2 separate regions of the Mus musculus genome follow, and region 1 is linked to region 2. The links are chromatin contacts, called in public HiChIP or PLAC-seq maps. All regions are on one chromosome and are shown on one strand. The core of a region is the stretch at or near the end of the contact, and the rest is flanking DNA. Distances in the headings are between cores, read along the strand shown.

Region 1 (6,062 bases), core at 1,288-3,787, 450 kb after region 2:
TGCAGATATGTGTGTGTGTGTGTGTATGTGTGATTATTTTTCCTTCTAGTGATTTGATTCCTTGTAGGAAATTTGTTAATTTATTTGTTTGAAAGTTCTGTTAAGCTGAGATGCCGGCCCTTCCCGTCACTCTCCAGTTCTGGTGATTTGCCTACTGACTTTACTCCCAATCCTTTTCCTCTAAGTTTTCTAGTTGGCTTTAGTTTTTGTTTCCTGGAGTAATAAGAAAGGGGCAATATTATAAAACAACCAAAGTTGTATACATCACCAAGGTAAACATACAGGTGACTTTTGTGTATCTTGACATGGTTTGAATCTAGGCTCTTTCTCATTTGTTTTATAGTATGGTATAATCTGCATGGTGTGAAATAACACACTGAGTTTTTGTGGCTGAGTATGCCACATCTGTTCCCATGCAATAATCTGGACTCTTCCAGCAGTGAGGTCATTCTTGTCCATGAGTCTTGGAAAAGGTTTCTGCTGTAATTATCTTTGCAGGTCCTGCCATTGCATTCTGTTTAGGTCTTTCTTTCCTCTAAGGAGCCACATGACTATAAAATAATAATACAGGCTCCTGAGAGCTATCACCGCTAGGCTGTCACTTTTAGTCACACCTCATAAATGAAATGAAGGAAATATTGGGAAAATGTGAGACAGCTGCCTCGTCCTCAGCCACCTCATTTGTCTCCTGAATGCCCGTTTGCTGCACTGCAGCACCAGAGTTCCAGAGCCCAGCCTGTATCCTCCTCCAGTGTTGATAAGCAGCGAGGGTAGAGACTGTTTTATAAAAGTGTAAATGCCTTGAGACTTTTATATGTGTAATGTAACAATAACCACGTGTTTTTACAAACTAACGTTTCTCTTGGTAGAATATTACATGTCCTAATATATGTAACATGCTCTTGCTTTCATTTTTCAACAGGTGAAATGAGGAATGATTTATATATCACCGTAGAAAGGGGGGAATTTGAGAAAGGAGGCAAGAGTGTGGCCAGAAATGTGGAAGTTACAATGTTCATTGTAGACAGTAATGGTCAGCCCTTAAAGGTATGTTCATTCTGGACGGCCGTTGGTCTGACAACCCTTGCTTGGCTTCATCTCTACCTGTGATCATTTAATTTCTCAGTTGCCAGTGTTTTTTTTTCTAACTCTATGTAGGCTTTTTATTTTCATTTTTTAAAGTTCATTAAGGGGCCAGAGAGATGGCTCAGTGGTTAAAAGCACTCAGAGGTCCTGAGTTCAATTCCCAGCACCCACATGGTGGCTCACAACCATCTGATGCTCTCCTCTCATACAGTCATACATTTAAACAGAACACTCACATACTATATATATGTATATGTGTATACATACTATATATATATATATATATATATATATATATATATATATATATGTATATACACATGGAACATGCTATATATATAAATGGAAACGGTGTTTTCACTTTCCTGACTATGTATACCAATAATTTTATTATAATAGTCATTCCTTAAATACAGTATTTTAGTATCATTTAATTTTTTTCTTACTTTTTTTTTTGTTCTGGCAATTGGGGAAAAACAACAACAACAACAAAGCCAAGCAGAATAAAAGAAACAAACAAACAAACCTATTTAGCTTGCTGGCTCAGGCCTTTAATCCCAGCACTTGGGAAGCAGAGATAAGCAGCTCTGAGTAGGAGGTCAGCCTGATCTACAGAGTGAATTCCGACAGCCAAGGCGGCACACAGAAACCCTGTCTCGAAAAACAAACAAACAACAACTACTACAAAAGGCCTACCATGTTTAGTTTTTTTTAATTTTTTTTTTTTAAGCCAAAGTAGAGTCTGGTACTACTTGACACTTGGGGAAACAATAACAGAACCTCTTCTGGAAGAAGTGTTTTCTCTGAACATAGCTAGTTTCACAGTGTGTTTGCCTGTTCTTCTAAAGCACTGGTTCTCAACCTTCCTAATGCTGTGACCCTTTAATACAATCCCTCATATTGTGGTGACTCCCAACCATAAAATTATTTTCATTGCTACATCATAATGTAAAATATCTGTGTTTTGTGATGGTCTTAAAGCAACTCCTGTGAGGAGGTCCTGCCACCCACGTGTTGAGAACCACTGTCCCAAAGGTTGCACTGGGCCATCACAGTCACCTCCGGATCATGGAAGAGCCTCCTGAGTGGGCTGGGAATGTGGTTTTCAGGAGTTGAATTCTTACATCACATCCCAGACTTAGAATAACAAGCCATGGAGAACCAGGTTCAGAACAGAACTGGTCTCCTCCTCACTAGGTAGAGCAAAGGCAGAAAAAGAAGAGAAAAGATAGGTAATGTCTCTTGGAAAGATGTTTGTGGAAGAGTCTAAATGAACCTGCCTTTAACTCACATGTTTCTTCATTAGGATTTTATCTCCTTTGGCTCTGGAGAGCCACCGGCTAGTGAGTACCACTCCTTTGTGCTCTATCATAACAACAGTCCCAGGTGGTCAGAGCTGCTGAAACTTCCTATTCCTGTGGACAAATTCCGGGGCTCCCACATCCGCTTTGAGTTCCGGCATTGTTCCAGTAAGTATGGGGGTGGACCCCGAGGCTCTGTGGGCTTGGGGTGAGTCCTGTACTTACTGTGGGCAGATCTATAGAAAAGGTGACAAAGGAGGAAAGAAGGCAAGCAGTGGGGGGCCCTGAAGTGAGGGGCCTGACTCCTAGAGAAGCTTTGAAAGCAAAGACATGAAAGAAAACACAGGAAGTCCAGGGAGTCACTGTAATTTGGCGGCTCATCGCTTCCAACCTAGAATATTTGAACAGGAGCGGGAGACACAGCTTTAGAAAAACTATACTTTCTGGTGGGCTTCGGCAATCCCGACCTGGTATTACCCAGAGCTGACTCAGCTCTGGGAAGCCCCCTTGGAATTTTCTGGGCATGTGAAGCTACCGGGAAAGCATCGGTGAAGCTTAAGTTTGTGCTGACTTCTGTAATGCCTGCATCATTGTGCAGTTCTAGATGATGCTGATACGAGATAAAGTAATTATCTCATTTCGCAGATTTAAGCAGCTCAAGACAAGAACAAGCTTTGTCCTTGTGGACATTACTAGTCATATCTTCAGTCTTATTTCAATCTGTTTGCTCCCTTTCTATCATTTCAAACTGGTTTTCTGCCTCCCCCAGCTCTAGACTAGGGGTTTTCTGACACGTCTGTGCCTCTGACGTGTCAGCACTTACCTGAGGAGTGATTGGCAAGGTTCTAGAGAATCTTGCTCTGGGAGAAGAATGAATATCAAGCAAGCGACACAGAAGGACCACATTGTTAGAGGTGCAGTATGCACTTCCTCGGAACATCAGGTGGAGGGACTGTGCCTGTCATCAGAGATATGGCATGTTTTTTTTTTCAGAATTGGCCAAATCGTCTCAGTAAATTGGATTTATGAGGGGGTTTAACAATGCAGAAGAGCTAGGGGGTGGTGCTGAATGCCTTTAATACCAGCACTCAGGTGGCAGAGGTTGGCAGATCTCTATGAGTGGGCCAGCCTGACCTACGGAGCTAGTCCTATGATGGCCAGAGATCTACAGAGAAACCCAATCTCAAAAAACCAAATCAAAACAAAAAGTGCAGATAAAATCTGTTTGGTTTCTGCACTCCCAGCCTTGTACCTAAAACATCGTTCACAGTTTTGTTCAGTTTTTGCTGTTGTTATTTTAATTCAGAAGAACTAGCCACAGGAAAAAGAAAAAAAAATCCCCACAGTCCCACCAAATGTAAATGCCCAGTGTAATCATTTTTATTACATGGAGCTTCAAATAGTCCTGTGTAAGTGATAGTACTTGTTCATCAGTATAACATGACTGATTTAGTCATAAAATTGAACACCTACTGGGTGCCACCCACTTTACTGGGTGCTAGAAGCACATCCCAGAGCAAGGTTCCTCCTCTTACAGGGTATTTACTGAGAGAGGGAGAGCAGATCGATGAACAATAAATGCATAAGAAACTGTGGTCGCCCCTTATCTGAAGGCTTGTTTCCTGTGCTGTCAGTTACTTCTGATCAAATACTAAGTAGAAAATTCCAGAATAAACCATTCCACCATTTTAAGTTACACCCCATTTCAGTAGCTCAGAGAAATCTTGCTCAGACAACACTTTGTCCAACTTGAGATATGAATTGTTTCTTTGCCCATATATCTGTGCTGTGTACCGTACCTGCCTTATGCTAAGCTGTCTGCAATATCCCTGCAGCTACTGAGATACCACAGTGCTTGTGTTCCTTTGAGCTTTATTGTACTTACCGCTGGTCCCCAAATGGAAGAATAGTGATACTAGTGTCTCAATATGTCAAAAGCAAGCAATAAGTTACTTCTATGTGAAAAGAAAGATGGAAATTCTAAACTTAGTAAGGAAAAGAAAATCTCATATGGAAGTTGATAATATCTCTGTTCTTAGTATCTTACCATCCTAATTTATGAAGATTACCAGGGGTCTATATGGATAGGGAAATCTGATCGGTTTATAAGTTTAATACTGTGTGTAGTTCAGGCAGCCACGAGGAGTCTTAGAACATGCACCCTGCATACTAGGGTGGGCTGCTGTGTACCAAATGGTGCGTATACCCAAGAAGATGGGGAGGACTAGAAAGTGGTGATGCTACGCTGCTGCTTTATATGGGATAGTCGGGAACAAGAGCTCTAATGAGGAGATGTGACAAGAAGAAACTAAAAGAACTGAGCCATGAGATATCCCAGGGAAGAAAATCCCAGGCAAGAACAGTAAATAAAGAGGGCATGAGGTTGAGAAATGCTTTGTATTTTCAAGGAATACTTAGAGACTGGAGCTGTAACAAGGGAACAAGGCCTTATATTGGCTTTTGTGTTCTGGTAAGGCCTGTGAATTTTGTTTGAGGAGGAGAGCTGATTTTGAGGGCAGCTCTGGCTGCTGTATAGATAATAGACCACAGATAGGCCAGTTGGAAATAGGAAGACTGCTTGGCCCTGGGTGGGGTGGGGGTGGGAGGTCTTTGCAGTTCTTGAAATAAATTAGAGAGTAAGATGGTAGCAATTTGATCTGTTTCTATAGATCACTCATGGATTAGATGTAGAAGAAAGGAAAACACCAAGGATGACCCAGTATTTGATCCTGAGAATGAAATGTCCATTTAATCAAGTAGGAAGACAACAGGGACCATCTGTTGCAGGGTGGGTGGTAGACACCAAACTTTTCATGTTAGAGATTTGACATCCACTACACATCCCTAAGTCTGAGTTGAAAACTTACATATGGGTTATTGTTCTGCTGTAAATATTTAATAAGCAGTACCAGGAGCAGGACTAGCTCTGATCTGTAACATTTGATGATTCTCATGCTATTATTGTTCCAACTTTTAAGCACTCATATGACTTTATGGAATGTTGGCTTAGGCAAAGATGTCTGTTTCCAGCTGGTGTGATCCAGCGTATTCTATCTCCAGCACAACATCCATTTTGATAATTTTAAAGTCAAAAGACTGGGTGAAATGCCTGAGTAGTAAGTTTGATAGCAGAGAAAAGTCCAAGAATGGAGCTCTAGGGCACATTTACAGCTGGGGAATGAAGAGCTGCCCAAGGACATTAAGAAGGACACACCAGAAGGTTGAAGGGCAATCAAGGAATCCAAGAGGCTAAAGAAAGATCAGTGTTTCAGTGAGAGAATTGAAACACTCTCAATTCAGCTGCTAGAGATATGTAAGATGAAGACAGAGAAATTAATATTCGATTTCAGATCCTAGAAATCACTGGACCTGATGAGCACTGTGGGTGGATTTGTAGTGATGAATTTGAGTTTAAGCATGAGAAGGAGAGAAGAAAAGGAAAACAACAAATAGAGATAAACCATTTAAGAACTTCTGCAATGGAATCATGCCTGTGGGTGGAACAACTCAGTATTGTCAAGATGTCCTAACTAAATCTGTAGGTCCAATGTGATCCTAGTTAAAAAAAAAAAAATCTCAGCACATTTCTTAATGAGTAAAATAAAACAGATTCTGAAGTTGATATGAAAAAGCCAAAGATCCAGCATAGTCAATATAAAATGGAAGATAAACAAA
Region 2 (5,845 bases), core at 2,609-5,108:
ATGGAGCTCCAAATCAAAATCCAAGAGAAGCAGTTGCTGCAGAACTTCCTCCAGACGCTAGATTGTCAGGAATCGCTCAAGCGGAGAGAGGAGGTGTGAGCAAAACTTCCATACCTGCATGTGGAATCAACACCAGCAGTGTCAGGATGAATCTGGGACTGTGTGAACTTCAGTCCTCCAACTTGCCCCACAGAGAAGGGGTAGTCTTACTGGCCTTAACTAAGTGTGTGTGCTCTGCCTTGACCACTGTGAATAGGCTAGGGATGCCTGGCAAGGCAGGACAAGCTCAGGGGGATCTCACCCAAGGAAGACCAGGGAGCTGTTAGGCCCTAGTTCCTCTGGCTATGGTCTCGTTTGGTTTGTATTCAGCTGACGGTGCTGAACGTGAATAACGCAAATCAATGACAAACCGATGCAGAACGACACTCCCAGTGCACTGGGTGACAACTTTCTTAATGAAACTGAACTCCTGGCTTATTGATGTCTTGATAAGAAGTGGGCGCTACAGAGAGATTTTCATGCCTGGTATACACATTGTCAAGTAGGCATTTGCTAGACAGACCCCAAAACCAGCAGGATAAAGTATATATCCGAGATCCACATGGATGTCTAGTTGGCATGTTCTCAGAGAGGTTTCAATGTTGCCAGCAGAGGGCAAGAGAATATTTACCTGTCTAAGAACTGTGGACTTAACCACGTTTGCAACGGCGCTGTGGAGGTGTCTCTGGGAAAACAAGTTATATAACCATTATGAACATGGACCTCTGGGAGGAAAATGTATTTAGAAACTATATGTTGGAATCAGAAATGAATCCCCATTAGCATTGCAACAGATCATTTTTACTTATAAAAAAAAAGACCTTTTCTAAATGGTGCACATATTTTTTAAAAAGATTTATTTATTTATTTATTATGTGTAAGTACACCGTAGCTGGCTTCAGACACACCAGAAGAGGGTGTCAGATCTCATTACGGGTGGTTGTGAGCCACCATGTGGTTGCTGGGATTTGAACTCAGGACCTTCAGAAGAGCAGTCAGTGCTCTTACCCACTGAGCCATCTCTGCAGCCCCACATATTTCACTACAGATCCTTAGATGCTTGACAAAAGCATGGGCCTATTTCTAAGTAGTGCAAGTTGATATTTTTTAGGAACAGATTTATTTGAAGATCCTATAGAAACATTGTCCCTAAAACCTTAACAAACATTAAGGGGCAATGGCAGCGATTTATTATATAGATTTCAAAACTAAGTTTCCTTAAAGCATGGGAAGCATGCAATGACATTCACCGAGGAGACTACCATTGAAAATAAACACAGACCATGGGTAGGTGAAGGACAGAGGAAAGGTCCTCCAGTAGGCAGAGGACAAACATAGGATTAGACCTTAGGGAACCTGTGATGTCAGTGGCCAAGTGTCTGCTCTCCCTAACGCTTATCAGAAGTTTACTTGTTGTTCTGACGTGGCCCCACTGGAGGGGTTGTGGCACAGGTCCTCCACGTGTTGAAAATGAGCTAGGGTTTGGGTAACAGACCTGGGTGTGATACCTGGAGCCGCTGGAAAGGGGTTAATATTGTAGTAAATTTGAAGTAGCAACAGGGGGGAAAGTCAGCTGGGCAAAAGGCCTGGGATTCTGGCTCTACCACAGTCATGATCTGGATGAAGTCTTCTGCCTCTGTTTGTTTTTATTTTGTTCTGTGTATTGTGTTAGGTGTGTACCTAGAGCCTTGTGTGTGCTAGGCATGTACTGAAGTGCTGAGCTACACCTCCAGTCCACATTTTCAAGTGTTAAATAACAGTTTGCCACTAGGGGATCCCCAAGGTTCCTTCCTATTCATAGAGTCAATAATGGCTTTTGTGTTGTCCCCACCTTAACATTCCCCATCTCAGTTAACACATGAGCTTATAAAAGTGAGAATAAGATGCTAGTTTTTCTGCAAAAACAAAACAAAACAAACAACAAACCAGGTAATTGAGGAAAGGACTCCTATATGACTCTAATAGGCCTTTCCAGTAGGAATTTCTGATTTGAAAGCACAAGGAAATTAATATCCTTTCATTTATTTCATGTGGATGGGTTTGTGCATGCTTCAACCTGCTTCAAGCTGTAATGCATATTGCTTGTATATAACTGTATTCCTTGGGGCTTCTTCAGTAGACAGGATACTTCTTCAATGTGGAGAGGCCATTACCTGCCACCAAATTTTAGACTGTCTGCAGTAGCTGACATGAAATAAATGTTCAGTCACAGAGACTTCCACTTGAAGGAACAAGATATTTAGAACCAGGCCTTTCCAGAACTGCCCTTCGCACAACAGTCATGCCTGGCAGAATTGAGGGCACTTGACTGTAAGTATCTGCTTCTGTCTCAGTCAGCTGCTGGTACGGCCTCTCAGAGGACAGCCATGCCAGGCTCTTGTCTGTAAACATACTGTAATAGCATGAGTGTCAGACTTTTGTGTCTTCTTCTTCTTCTCTTTCTTCTTCTTCTTCTTCTTCTTCTTCTTCTTCTTCTTCTTCTTCTTCTTCTTCTTCTTCTTCTTCTTCTTCTTCCTCCTCCTCCTCTTCCTCCTCCTCCTCCTCTTTTTTTGTTTTGTTTTGTTTTGTTTTTTTCAAGACAGGGTTTCTCTGTGTAGCCCTGGCTGTCCTGGAGCTCACTCTGTAGAACAGGCTGGCCTCAAAGACTCTTTCTTTTTGCTTTGATCAGTCCTCACACTGCTGTCAAGAAAATGAAGGAAAGTCTTTATTGTCAGCCCGTCTTGTCTTCCAAACGATCACTCATAAAAAGAGCAAGTTTTGAGCAGACATTTATTTAGTCTATGGCATCCACCAAATGAGTCTCCACAAATTTAATCTCTACATTTCTCCCTCATTGCTTAGTTTGTTGTGCTTCTCGGGCTTTTCTGTGAAAAGAACTCTATTTTAACAGACTACCAGATTATTCCTGGAGACAGCCCTAGGCCAACTCTGCACGCACGCGTTTCTGCAATAGCCCAACAGAGGGCAGCACAACACTGCTGGCTCCTCCCGTGTGGGCTGCGGTGGTTGTCAAAGGATTTCAGTTTTGAAAAGCTGAGCTCCTATCTGCTCAAGAATTTAGAGTAGAACTTTAGACAAAGGATCTTTAATTGCATGCCGATAAAACGTCAAAACTATTGTGCATGAAGTAACTGGGCTTTAAAAAAATAACTTTTAAAACAATGCATTCAGGATTAGGTGACAGGCTTGCCGCTGTGAGCAAAATTCTTTTTTTTTTTTTTAACTCATCAAAAAAGCTTCAGCCTGTGAGGAAATTCTTACAATCTCCTCTGTAAATCACTGGGCTGAGCCTTCCTACCTTTGGATTACATAATAGTACCATATGCCAAAATGGATGGTCTGCAGATTCGGGTAACCCATTTTTAACTATAAAGGAGAGGTTTTGGGTTTTTTTGTTTTGTTTTTTGTTGTTGGTTTTCACCTCCCTGTGAAATTTTTAATGACGAGTAAGAGCGGTTGTTTGGAGAAGTTGCTTATTTCACAGAACGCAGCTGTTATGCCTCATGTTAGATGTGAAGAAAGGCATCTGAAGGTGACCTTTCCTCAAGTCTTCTCCATCATAAATAACAATAAGAAAAAAAAAAAGGTTTCCCCAGGTTAGGCAGAGGTTTTTCAACCAAGGCATAGATAACCTATCTGTGCCTAGACTTATGGGGACAGCGGCTTTAGGGTTTCTAAATCAATTCCTAAGGCACCAGTAGGAAACTTAGAAAAAAAAATTCAAGTGGGAAGGTTTCGATTTCTATTGAGCTTAGACACATTCTGAGAGGGAGCATTTAGTGAACAGAAAGATCCAAAGAGTCTGAGGCACGTGTTACTGCCCTCAACGGTATTTAAGGATTCAGGAAATGCAAGAGCTCTCACTGGACATCAGAGCTCGGTACTCCATCATGTTCTCTTGATTTCCAAAAGATTCCAGATCCGTCTCTAACTCGCAAAACATGTTAAATCTAAATTAAAAAAACAGAAATAAATGAGGTACACTGTCAAATCTCAGGGTGCACAGCCAACGAATGTCCTTTCTATGCAGCTGGGAGCCCTTAAGAAGGGCCTGTTCCGCTTCAGCCCTCCAGCACATGCAGGACCAGTCACCTTCTGTTCTCTAAGCTCCATCCTGGGTGGCATAAAGAAGCCCCCTCATGTGTGTGTGCTCCTCAACTTAGGAGCTATAGTAAAGCCGCCTATTGCTGGTACTTGTTCCACTTTAAGTGGTTTTGTCCACTCAAGATTGATTTGAAGAGGTTTAAGTAAGCTTCTTTATTGGAGTTTAGCACATATGCAGAAAAGTACAAGAATGTTAGAGGCCTAGGGTGTGGCTCAGTTGGGAAAGATCTCCATTTGAATCCCCAAACACCTACGTAAAAAGCTGGAGGTGGCTTGTAATCCCAGTACTGGGGAAAAGAGGCAGGAAGAACCCTGGCATTTCCTGGCCAGCCAAGTCTAGCCAAATTAGTGAGTTCCAGATTGACCAAGAGACCATGCATCAACAAGTATGGTGGCGAGCAATCCAGGAAGATACTCGAGGTTAACTTATGGTCTAGACACACACAAGTGAACATATGTATGCACACACACAAAGAGAGTACACCGTGAGTATAACTCAATGAAGAAACATTATCAAACAGATTAATCAAAGAAGACTTAAAAAAAAAAAAAAAAGCAATGTTCTAGGTGGCAGATGTCAGGAGAGCAATGCTAAGTGACTAAGTAAGACAGTTCGACACATGTCCCCAGAGTACCTGTGACTCTGGGTGCTTTCTTAGTCTATAAACTATAATGTTTCAAAGAAGCTGAACAGATATTATGTGGTAAGGGGGGACTGAAGAAAGAAAGAATAAAAAAGAGCACAAAGCAGGTTGATTTTTCTTAAGTTCCTTTCCTAGTAGAGGTTGGAGCAGAGAGGGTCATTTAGCCAGCTCCACTGGCTTTCTGAAGATTCATCGGCCCTTTCCCCATTTCTGGGAAAGCAGTATAAACACCGTGAGTCCTTGTTGTGTCAGATCTCCATTGTCTGCATTTCTTTCAGCTTTTTTTTTAGCTTCCAGGTTCCCGTGGGAATGGTTCATTAGTTCAGAATGTAGTATTAGAGGGTTTTTCTAGCCCCAAATTCCAAACTCTTCCATAGTCCCTCCAAACACAAGATCCAAACTTCTAATAACCATTTGGTCAGGTTGATTGGAGCAATGGTCCTACTTCTTGTTAATCAGTTTGCTGGATGTTCCTTCCCCTCATGGCTGAGACAAAATATCTGACCAGAAACTTAACAGAGGAAGGACTTATTGTAGCTCACAGTTGGAGATGCATACAAGCCATCATTGCCAGGATAAGACAGAGACAGAAGCTGGAAGCAGATCATCAAATTGCACCCAAACTTGGGAAGCAGAAAGAGATGATCTCTGGAACTCAAGCTAACTTTCTCCCTTTCATACAGTCTGGGACCCCAGACTCTAGAATGGTGTCATCCGCATTTAGAGCAGTTTTCTCTACCTGAATTACTAGGCCCAGATATTTGTTTCCAAGGTGATTCTAGTGTGTATCAAGCTGACAATCTGTATAAATCATCTCAACTTCCCTCTCTGCTGCTTGTCTGGTAATACAAGCTCAGGCTTGAGCAGAAGTGGTATTTGCAGTAATAGCAGAAAGAGACTAGAAACAGATGTTATATGCTAAGGGTGGCCATAGGGCAAGCAAAGGACATCAAATATGACATAGTCGAAGCAGCTCATTTCACAAGCAGCTACATAACTTTGAATATACATAGCCTATGTAAATAAGTCTGTTGGCTATCACAAAGTTGATCTCTAGC

Evidence for each region. HiChIP or PLAC-seq counts read pairs in DNA pulled down with a chosen protein or histone mark.
Region 1: a contact with region 2 is called in an H3K27ac HiChIP or PLAC-seq map of embryonic stem cells, with 9 read pairs. The contact joins two enhancer-like sites. A contact is called at or near these places in 2 of 15 datasets of contacts at CTCF or cohesin (both in the NIH/3T3 cell line), 6 of 484 Hi-C or Micro-C datasets (B cells, DN2 thymocytes, bone marrow-derived macrophages and 2 more), 3 of 115 datasets of contacts at active chromatin or transcription factors (embryonic stem cells and microglia) and 2 of 9 other capture datasets (adipose tissue and bone marrow-derived macrophages).

Annotation. Positions count from the first base shown.
Region 1 is chr12:40,701,939-40,708,000 of GRCm38.p6, forward strand. It overlaps Dock4 (dedicator of cytokinesis 4), which reads left to right. Exons shown (of 53, transcript NM_172803.2): 14 at 923-1,047; 15 at 2,393-2,555. Among named protein-coding and RNA genes, the nearest start is that of Dock4, 260 kb to the left of the region's middle. Within about 2 kb of position 2,538, at least 5 of the 459 cell types and tissues checked have an H3K27ac peak or open chromatin away from gene starts, as enhancers often do. A contact at or near this core is called in embryonic stem cells, where this site is marked.
Region 2 is chr12:40,254,418-40,260,262 of GRCm38.p6, forward strand. No RefSeq gene overlaps it. Among named protein-coding and RNA genes, the nearest start is that of Gm40403, 9.2 kb to the left of the region's middle. Within about 2 kb of position 3,859, at least 9 of the 459 cell types and tissues checked have an H3K27ac peak or open chromatin away from gene starts, as enhancers often do. A contact at or near this core is called in embryonic stem cells, where this site is marked.